Regions from separate parts of the Mus musculus genome. Here region 1 is linked to region 2. A link is a contact called in public HiChIP or PLAC-seq data. All regions are on one chromosome and are shown on one strand. Each heading gives the region's core, a stretch centred on a gene start, on an enhancer-like site or on the middle of the called end of the contact. The rest is flanking DNA. Distances are from core to core; before and after follow the strand shown. Region 1 has its middle 59 kb from the start of Pmp2. Region 2 overlaps Pag1 (phosphoprotein associated with glycosphingolipid microdomains 1).

Region 1 (4,531 bases), core at 1,987-4,486, 370 kb after region 2:
CCAAAGTGTGGACACTTTGCCCCTTCTTAGAATTGGAAACAATCACCCATGGAAGGAGTTACAGAGACAAAGTTTGGAGCTAAGACAAAAGGAGGGACCATCTAGAGACTGCCATATCCAGGGATCCATCCCATAATTAGCCTCCAAACGATGACACCATTGCATACACTAGCAAGCGTTGGCTGAAAGTACCCAGATATAGCTGTCTCTTGTGAGACTATGCCGGGACCTAGCAAACACATAAGTGGATGCTCACAGTCAGCTATTGGATGGAGCACAGGGCCCCCAATGGAGGAGCTAGAGAAAGTATCCAAGGAGCTAAAGAGATCTGCAACCCTGTAGGTGCAACAACATTATGAACTAACCAGTACCCCGGAGCTCTTGACTCTAGCTGCATATGTATCAAAAGATGGCCTAGTCGGCCATTGGACAGGCAAACTTTATATGCCCCAGTACAGGGGAATGCCAGGGCCAAAAAATGGGAATGGGTGGGTAGGGAAGTGGGGGGGAGGGTATGAGGGATTTTTGGGATAGCATTCTAAATGTAATTGAGGAAAATACGTAATAATAAAAATTATTTTTAAAAAAGTGCACTCACAAAATTGGAAAGAGATGGCTGAACAGAGCCATGCATGAGAGAATGAAGAATCTATACCCTTGTCCTCTCTGTCTCAGCCAGCAGGCTGAAAACACAAAGACTGTATCCAGTAAGCTGTGGTGAAGCCAGAACCAAGGACAAGAAGATGCCCAGTGGCCCCAACCTCTGGAAGAACAAGTTGTTACTGAATAGGGCCAGCCCTAGAACCATTGGCTGGCACCAATAGAACAGCATAGAACACTGTGAAGGCAATCTGTGCTGATTGACCTGCTGAGAGACAGCTCAAGCCAACCACACTTCTGAGAGCCTATAAGTACAAAGGTCAAGCTTTGCAAGCTTCCTGGCAGCCAGGATATTGAACAGAATTTGCTACCTCCCCCCACCCCCACAATGCCTTACCTAGCCATCTCCCTGACTCTAGGCAACAGCAGGATATCTGAGATGAGTTTCAGCAATGGTTCTGGATTCGTGGTGCTTCAGAAACCAGAAACCTTGAACCAGACCAACGACTAGTTGCAAAAAATATGTGCATTTAAAGCTCATTGGGAAACCAAACCAAAACACAAACAAACAAACCTATGTGTCACATTGCACTGTCCAATGCCATGACATCAAACTAATATGTGATGGATAGGTGGGAACAGTAGAGGAATAGAGTGGAGAGTGCCTGAAGGGGAGAGGTGATGGAGACTCAGCACAGTGACAGGTGTGAGAGAGGTGCAATGCATGCCAGGAATGTGTTGTTGCTGAGCAGGGCTGATAGAGTGCTTTACAGCCTGGAGCTTGTGCAGACTCCGCCCTTAAACACACTGCCCTGATCTCCCTAGTTCTGGGCAATAACAAGACATCGGAGATAAAGAAAGGTTCCTTTTCTGAATTGGACCCCTATGATCCATGCTGCCCCAGGAGGCCACTTAAGTATCTGTGGCCTGCTGCCCCAGGCCATATGGAAGCCTGAGGTTTACATCAATATCCAGGGTCCTTTAATAGGCTGGGGCCAAGTGTTGCTACCTGAAGCCATATTGATGTCTGTGGGTCATACTACTGCTGGTGGGGCATGTGGATGTCTTTGGCCTTTGTGGCAACTGAGGGCTATGGTGGTGTCCATGGCCTGTCTATGGTCTGTTCTGCCATTGGAGACCATGCTGAGGTTCATGTCTTATGCTGCTACAGGAAACCATGTGGAAGTCCACGGTCCCTGTTCCTAAAGGGCAAGGGAGTCCTTTTTGACATGGCATTGATGACTAGAGACTCATAGTTGAGAAAGAGGGGCATAGAAGGGACATGTGACAATTCCAACCTCCATGCTATCCCACTACTCAAAAACAGTAACAGTCTAGACAGAAAGTCATCAAAGAGAACTCTTAAAAATTGTGATAAGGATGCTGAAGTATAGCTCTCCAGAACTGATGGTTTCTGATGGGGCTGCAGCTAGGACAGACTCAGGTTGTTTTGTTTTAAAGGGGCTGGCCACTGGGAAATTGGCTATGCTTCTGTGAATAGATGGGCAACACCATCTGGACTTGTTTTCCTCTCCCCCTCCTCCTTCTTCTCTTCTTCTCCCTCCTCCTTCTTTCTTTTTTATGGGGGATCACAAAGGCAGGGGCAGGCTTAGGAGGACTAGAACACAAGTTTAATCTGGGTTCGTAATGTGAAATTCTCAATAAAAATATTATGGAAAAAGACAACTTCCATAAAGAATGTAGATATGAAATTTTCTCCCTAAATTGTAGGGGTGAACAGGGATGAGTTCCTTAAATAAAATACTGAGGAATAAGATGACGAAGCTGAGAGTATCATATTCCTCAGCCCCTTGCCTGGCCTCTAGCAGAGTTTTGAATGATCAGTTTTGTTTTCTGTGAATATAACACATAACAGATAACATTCATGTACACACGTGGCGTGTGCCTCTCATGCTGCTCTGACACTAGTGAAACATGAGGCAGAAAGAACATGAGCCCATTGGATTCCACATGAGTGCTGTCAGAGCAAACCCACGGATAGTGCTGTGGTTATACAAGGGAAAATGATTCAGCCTTTAAAAAGAATGAAATCCTGTCATTTGCAATAATATTCATAAACTTAGGTGACTCTAAGTGAAAGAAGTCAGGGAGAAAGAACAAAAAATGAGTCTGACTTATTTCTGGAATCTGATCCAGTTGAACTTGGAGAAACACCCAATAGAATGTTGTTGCAAAGGCTGAGGTGGGGGAATATTGTTTGCAAAAGAAGAAATAAATGATAAATATTTAAGAGGATGGGTAAGGCAATTTTATCAATTGCTCCATACAGAATATGTCTATTTTATAAAATACTCCATAGGTATGGAATTATAATTTTGAAAAGATAATAACAATACATTTTTATAAATACATAGACCTATCTCTAAATCTGGTGCTGATACTTCTGGCCTGAGACCTTCAGGTAAATTGATGATCCTCTTTAAAGCCACTTCTTTCTTTTTTAAATTCATAAAACAGGAAAATAAAATCTAGATCTATAAGTCTTACAGGAATGAAACGAGATGTTTGTAGACTGCTTGGCCCTGGTCAGCCTTTGTCATGTATAATTAGTGTTCCAGAAATGCCCATAGTGGAAATATTTTGTGGTCATTTGTCCAGGATTTTCTTGATAGCTGGAATTCCATTTTAATGATGAGTTCTTGGCAGCACATCCTCTTAGTGTGTTAAGTCACACATCTGCACTGTACTATTCTTCTCAGACAAGACGCCTGTAAAGTGAATGATGGAGGAGCTGGATCCTCTGCCTGAGTTCTCTCATGCAGTCTGTCCTCCAGATGAACCCAGAAAGAGACACAGAAGATGACAACAAATAGGGTGACCTGTCACACTGCCCAGTAACTGTTAAGAAGCAAAATTGTAGAACAGACATGGAAGGACAAAGACTAAAGTCAAGGCTTTGGTAAAGAGGTCTATTAGCCAGCATGGCAGATGAATACAAATGTCACCCACAATCAAGGCATTGTATATTCTGAAATAGTCTAGAATTAATAAAAGTGTCATCTGGAACCATATCTCGGTCTCTGTTCCATTCTTTAATCTTGAGCAACTTTCATGGTGTCTGACTCTCTCTCTCTTTTCTGCTCACAGTGGGGATGGCAATGGTCTTCACAGACTGGCTAGGCGAAGGATCTGAGTACAACTCCTGCCATGGCTTAAAGATGGTAGCACCCTCCAACTATTGAAGTCACATCTCCAGCTTTGTTCTTTCAGTCCTGCTCAGCTTGCCTAACAATGCAACTGAAAACCCAGATGTGCCTGGAAGAACCCAGATGCATGTAAATCTCATGAATTATTACAATATTTAACTTTATTCTCCATTACTTTCACTATAACACATAGTTTTTTAAGACCTCTTGTGTCCAAAGAAACGGTGTCTACAGCAAAGAAACCCCGATTATGCAGTGAAAAGGAGGGCAGAGGATGCCAGAGGACGGAGTGTTGTATTTTTGGGAAAGCCTTAACAGGAACATTAGACTGGAACTGCTGCCAACGCTCTTCATCATGCCAGGAGGGGATCGGATCAAATGGGAGACACCATGGAGACCAGGAAAGAACTGCAAAGAGCTCCTGGCTAGCTCTCAATTCTGAGTTCTCATTAACAGTCATGAAAAACAGACAAGCCTGTCGTGTTCCAGAGCCTTCCGATTTGTGTGAGAGGAGGTTATAGAAAAAGAGTTGCTTGAGATGTCCAGTCACGCCTGGGAACGTCGGTAGGCTGTTTGGTGTGATTCTAATCCTGATCACAGTTTGGGGTACACAAACCACCATCTGCTGTCATGATTTGTCTCGGTCCTTTTAACCGGAGTGTTTTAGCAATCACATTGTGGTGCTTTCAGGTAAGACAAATGCTAAAGGCAAATTAGCCCTGTGAATTAAGGAGCCACGCTATGACAATAAGAATTAGCAAGCA
Region 2 (4,587 bases), core at 1,165-3,664:
GACCACTGACCAGCCCATGTTTGCTCTTTTTACTAAGGCTGGACATTAATAATAACAAAATGAACATTTTTGTAATATTTGATTTCAAAGGGTTTTTCCTATTTTGATATTTTTAAAATTTTCTTACTGATTACATAAATTCTCTCATAGAAACATGGATAATCTTTTAAAGTAAGCTATTAGACAATTTATACAGACATATAACACATTTTGAATACTCTCACTCTATGTTAGGTGGTATTGTATAATGGTTTTTAATATATTACTTAATGATTCTCTAACATTTTATGTTCTTCTACTATGTTTAATTTCCAAAGGTTATTTTAAATGTTCTGAAACATAATTTAGTATCAAGCATTAGAAGTAGGATCCAGAGTATGGGCATTATTCAATATGATTTAACGATATTTTTAGGGTACTAAAGAATATGAAAAGTTGAATGAAATATCTTGATGCATTATTCAATTCTTAAAATACTTAATATGATTAGGATATTTAATATACAATAGAAAATTCAAATAATAAAACATTTTAAGGAGAAAAAAAAGACTCCTTTGAACACACCTTGGGAGGGTCTGGGTTAAGATGAGACCCCAGGAATCAGGTGAGGAACGGAAATGGCCACATGTTATCGGCTGACACATCAGTGTCAGCTGCGGTGCTCTTGAAGGTGGTAAGTCACAATGTAGTAAGGAGCCCAGTCTCCCAGTGAGGGCACTGGGCCTGTTGGGAATCCTGTGCAGTCACCTGTGGTACAGTGTACCATGAGGGTCGTGACGGAAATGTTGGAATTTTGTTTTTTAATGATCATGTGCCCACTGTAGACAGAAGAAGACTATAAATTATTTTTCTACAGACGTAAGCACAATCAGACAAAGGCCATGCTTCCAAACACGATGATGGACCATACGGTGTACGCCTCCGTGGAGGTGACTGTTTACAGGTTGTTCACAGATCCCGCTCAGCGGGCTCTGGTCCGGTCCAGGGGCCCCGATGATGGTCAGTTACACACACACTAAGCCAGATCCCACAGCTGCTGGACGCCAGCGCTGACTCTGCTCTTGCCTCTCAGGTCCTTATGGACTCTGAACTGCTGAATCCCCAGTTAAATGGGCATCCTCACCATCACACCAGGGTAGCTATGCAGATTATCCCGCCCTTCCCAGGAGCCATAAATTATCTGTCAAACAAGAAAACACCATGCAGCCTTTGGGGTGGTTTCTGTCATAACCATTTCTCTTCACAGTGGGTAAGGATGCCTTGCCCCAATGTTCACACAACACCCTTCTTCTCTTCCCTTCAGGTCAGCTGCAGCTAAAAGGATCTAGCTGCCTGTGAGCTCCTTCCTATCCCTGTCCCTTTTATGATGAGCTGTGCTCACAGGTGTGAAAAGCCAGGAGCCAAGGACAGTGACACTGCTCAGGCCTGGAGTCTCAGTGGTTCTAGGAGCCTCAAGAGAAACAATGATAGGCCAGCAGGTCCTCTGAAGGTATCCTTGCCACACAAGCAACACCTCCACAGACCGCCAGACACAGGCAGGAGTGGCTGGCCCTGCGTCTCTCGTATGCCTCCATACAATGCCATATTCTACCCCACACCCTCAGCAATCCTGTATATTTATATAAAAATTTTATATTAAAAACAGGTTATCTAAAATGCATCCATTGGAATAAAAAAAGGAGGTGGAGAAGGTTGAAGAGCTTAGTTATTTTTATTGGTATCTGTTATTCAGTCCCAAACACTGTCATATCAATGTACTCCTCTATGTCCTGCCTATGCTCACCCATCACCATCATTATTACCGTGGTTTGTAATAGTCAGGATGCAATGCAGACTCTCAGCACACCAGGCACATTGCTGCCGCTGAGCTCTAGCTCCTGTCCTCCTTTCACACAATCCAGATTGCAGAAACTCCTTCTGAAGTTGGGGTCTTTAAAAGTTATGCACGTTCTCTGTGTGTCACACCGCGGGTGGTACTCTCACCGTGTCCCTGCCATACACTGATTACTGTCTGCACATAATTGTTCCCAGGAGCTCCAAGCTAACACTGCTGGCACTGATAGGAGTGCTGATGTACAAGGAGCAAGCCTCGAGGCTGTCTGCAGCGCGCAGGATGTCTTTCTGAATTTCTAGGATTGAAATGCTTGATGCCACAGCTTAGATGGGCACCCTACTCTCATAAGGACCTTTTATGTAATACATGCATAATGCAGTGTGAAGAAAGGAACCAAGGAAAATGTTTTCCTAAATTATAACTTGCATCTTGGTAATGAGAAGCTATTAAAATGTATTTAAAAAAAATCCCCAAGCTGATGTGTTTCTTAGAATTCAGCGGTTCCCACTGCTCTGCTCGCATTCTGTATGCACAGCAGAGATCCCTGCCAAGACTATTACAGTGAGCAAACAATGTCCTCTCTGTCAGAGCCGAGAATGAATAGTATCACAAAATTCTCTTCCAACTTACAGCCTACACTTCCCCCAACCCTTCTGAGAACTGCCAGGGAGGGGGAGGCCAGAAGCTGGCTCTCCCCTTCCATCTGAAACTGCTTTCCACAACACCAAGGGTGGAATAATGCCAGCCATATATGATCTTCTAATCAGAGAAAGCAGACAAGAAGATTTCAAATCTAGTTGTGTATTGTTTCATCCCTGCGGATGTGAGTACACAGACACTTTGTAAGGAAAAAGGAAGCGCTTTATCAGATAAAAATCTCAGCCTAGTGAAAATAGCCCTATGCTAAAAACTAAACAGCAAAAGAGGAATTTCATAGAAATGATAGAGCAGTTTGTGTTCAGGGCCTAGGAGGCGAGTCACGAGTGCTGAAGCTGACAATGGGCTCTACTGCTGCCTGTAAGCCTTGGTGCCTACTAAGAATATGATTCACAAAGGGAGAGCCTGGAGCTATTCCTGTGGATGTGCAAGGTGAGGGTGGCCCACTCCACTAGGATCTGAGGTCTGCCTGTGTCTCCCCCTCAGCTCCTCTTTAGAAGTGGTATTAAGGACATTATCTTCTAAAATGAGACATTTATAAAGCATTTTGTATGAACCACTGAAAGGCTAACTTGGTGTGCATTTTCAGGGACCCCCCCCCCCACGCAGAGATTTCTTAAATTCTTTTCTTATTTGTTAAGTCTTAGTTGGTACAAAGCATTGGTCCAGGATCACCTGCATGACACATACAGAATGGATACTTTATTTGACCTCTAGTTAGAATCCCTCCACTATTTCATCATAAAGGAATGAATGCAATTTTCAGTCTAAACACTAGGACTCTCCCCGCTCCCTCTTTTCCCACACACTTGCTGCCCAGTCCCATGACCTCCCAGGGCGGGATGGTCTTCTTCTGCTGATACTTTTAGTGAGGCTGCAGACGGAAGCACCAGCCTCCCTTTCTTCTCTCTCCCCCTTTCACTCAGCCCTAGTCTGCAGCAGACAGACCATCAACTCTCCATGCTCCCACTGTCGTCTGAAACTGCAAGGCATGTGTTCCCTCCCTTCTTCCTATGACGGCCACAATTACCTTGGAGAAACGGTTGTCCAGAAGAGGGTTTCGTTCACGTGTCAGTATGCTGGGGTTCTCTCTTCCTTCTTGGCCTGTAACCAAAAAGAAAGAAAGAATGTCTGGGGGGCAGGGAAGGCATGTGGACAGGCTGTGAAAGACGCCTGCCAGCTTGCTGTAGAAAACGCTGGCCTGCGGATCAGACCCTGAGCTCCACATTCCTCTTCAAAGAGGCCGTAGTTTTAACTTCTAAACCAGTGAAAGTGCTGGCGGTACTCAAAACATACAAGGCTTTTCCCCCTGAAGTAACAGCCATGTTATCATTGGATCAAATATAAAGCAATTGACTTTTTTTTCCTCAAAGTCTTTCTAGTTTGTGACAGATAAATCTGTAAATTACCATATTACAATTAAAATCAAGTAAGTGCTACCTACATTTGAGATAAAAACTCAGAATTTATATGAAAAGAACATTCCTGCTTTTGGCGTGGTAAGCCATGACTCAGTTGACTCTTTCCCATAGAAAGGAGGCTGTGTGACTGTCAGGAGCCACGGGCATGCGGATATAGCCTGTGCTCGTTCCATCTTCACCCCACTGTGGAAATGAGAGAGGCAACTGTAGGAAGGCAAGCCCCTCATTGCCGACTCATCAGCTCCCACATCCGGCCACTGGCCCAACCCTTCTCCCATCTTGCATGATTCCTCTCCACCCCAGTTTACATTCTACAACAAATGTCATCTATACTGAATATTTAGTGTACTTAAAAATGATTTATATGTGTGTGAGTGCGTGTGTGCATGTGCGTCCACAGGTCATCTGTGTGGGTGCCAGTGGAGGCTGGGAGCCGTCTCAGAGCCTCTGGAGCTGAAGTTACAGGAAGTTTGAGGCACCAGACTCAGTCCTCTAGAAGAGCAACAAGCACTCTTAGTGAGACCCTGCCTCTCCGGGTGGTGGTGGCATTTAATCCCAGCACCTGGGAGGCAGAGGCAGGTGGACTTACACCATGATGGAGGCGGTGATGGGGGAAGAGGAATGGAGTGAGCGATGAGTTTATTCATATTCTAGTGAATATGAATAGTGAATTAT

Evidence for each region. HiChIP or PLAC-seq counts read pairs in DNA pulled down with a chosen protein or histone mark.
Region 1: a CTCF HiChIP or PLAC-seq map of the NIH/3T3 cell line shows a contact between it and region 2, with 5 read pairs. The contact joins two enhancer-like sites.

What each region holds. Positions count from the first base shown.
Region 1 is chr3:10,122,940-10,127,470 of GRCm38.p6, forward strand. No RefSeq gene overlaps it. Among named protein-coding and RNA genes, the nearest start is that of Pmp2, 59 kb to the right of the region's middle. Within about 2 kb of position 3,237, at least 79 of the 459 cell types and tissues checked have an H3K27ac peak or open chromatin away from gene starts, as enhancers often do. A contact at or near this core is called in the NIH/3T3 cell line, where this site is marked.
Region 2 is chr3:9,748,892-9,753,478 of GRCm38.p6, forward strand. Pag1 (phosphoprotein associated with glycosphingolipid microdomains 1) reads right to left here. Exons shown (of 9, transcript NM_001195031.1): 3 at 3,522-3,595. Among named protein-coding and RNA genes, the nearest start is that of Pag1, 82 kb to the right of the region's middle. Within about 2 kb of position 2,415, at least 156 of the 459 cell types and tissues checked have an H3K27ac peak or open chromatin away from gene starts, as enhancers often do. A contact at or near this core is called in the NIH/3T3 cell line, where this site is marked.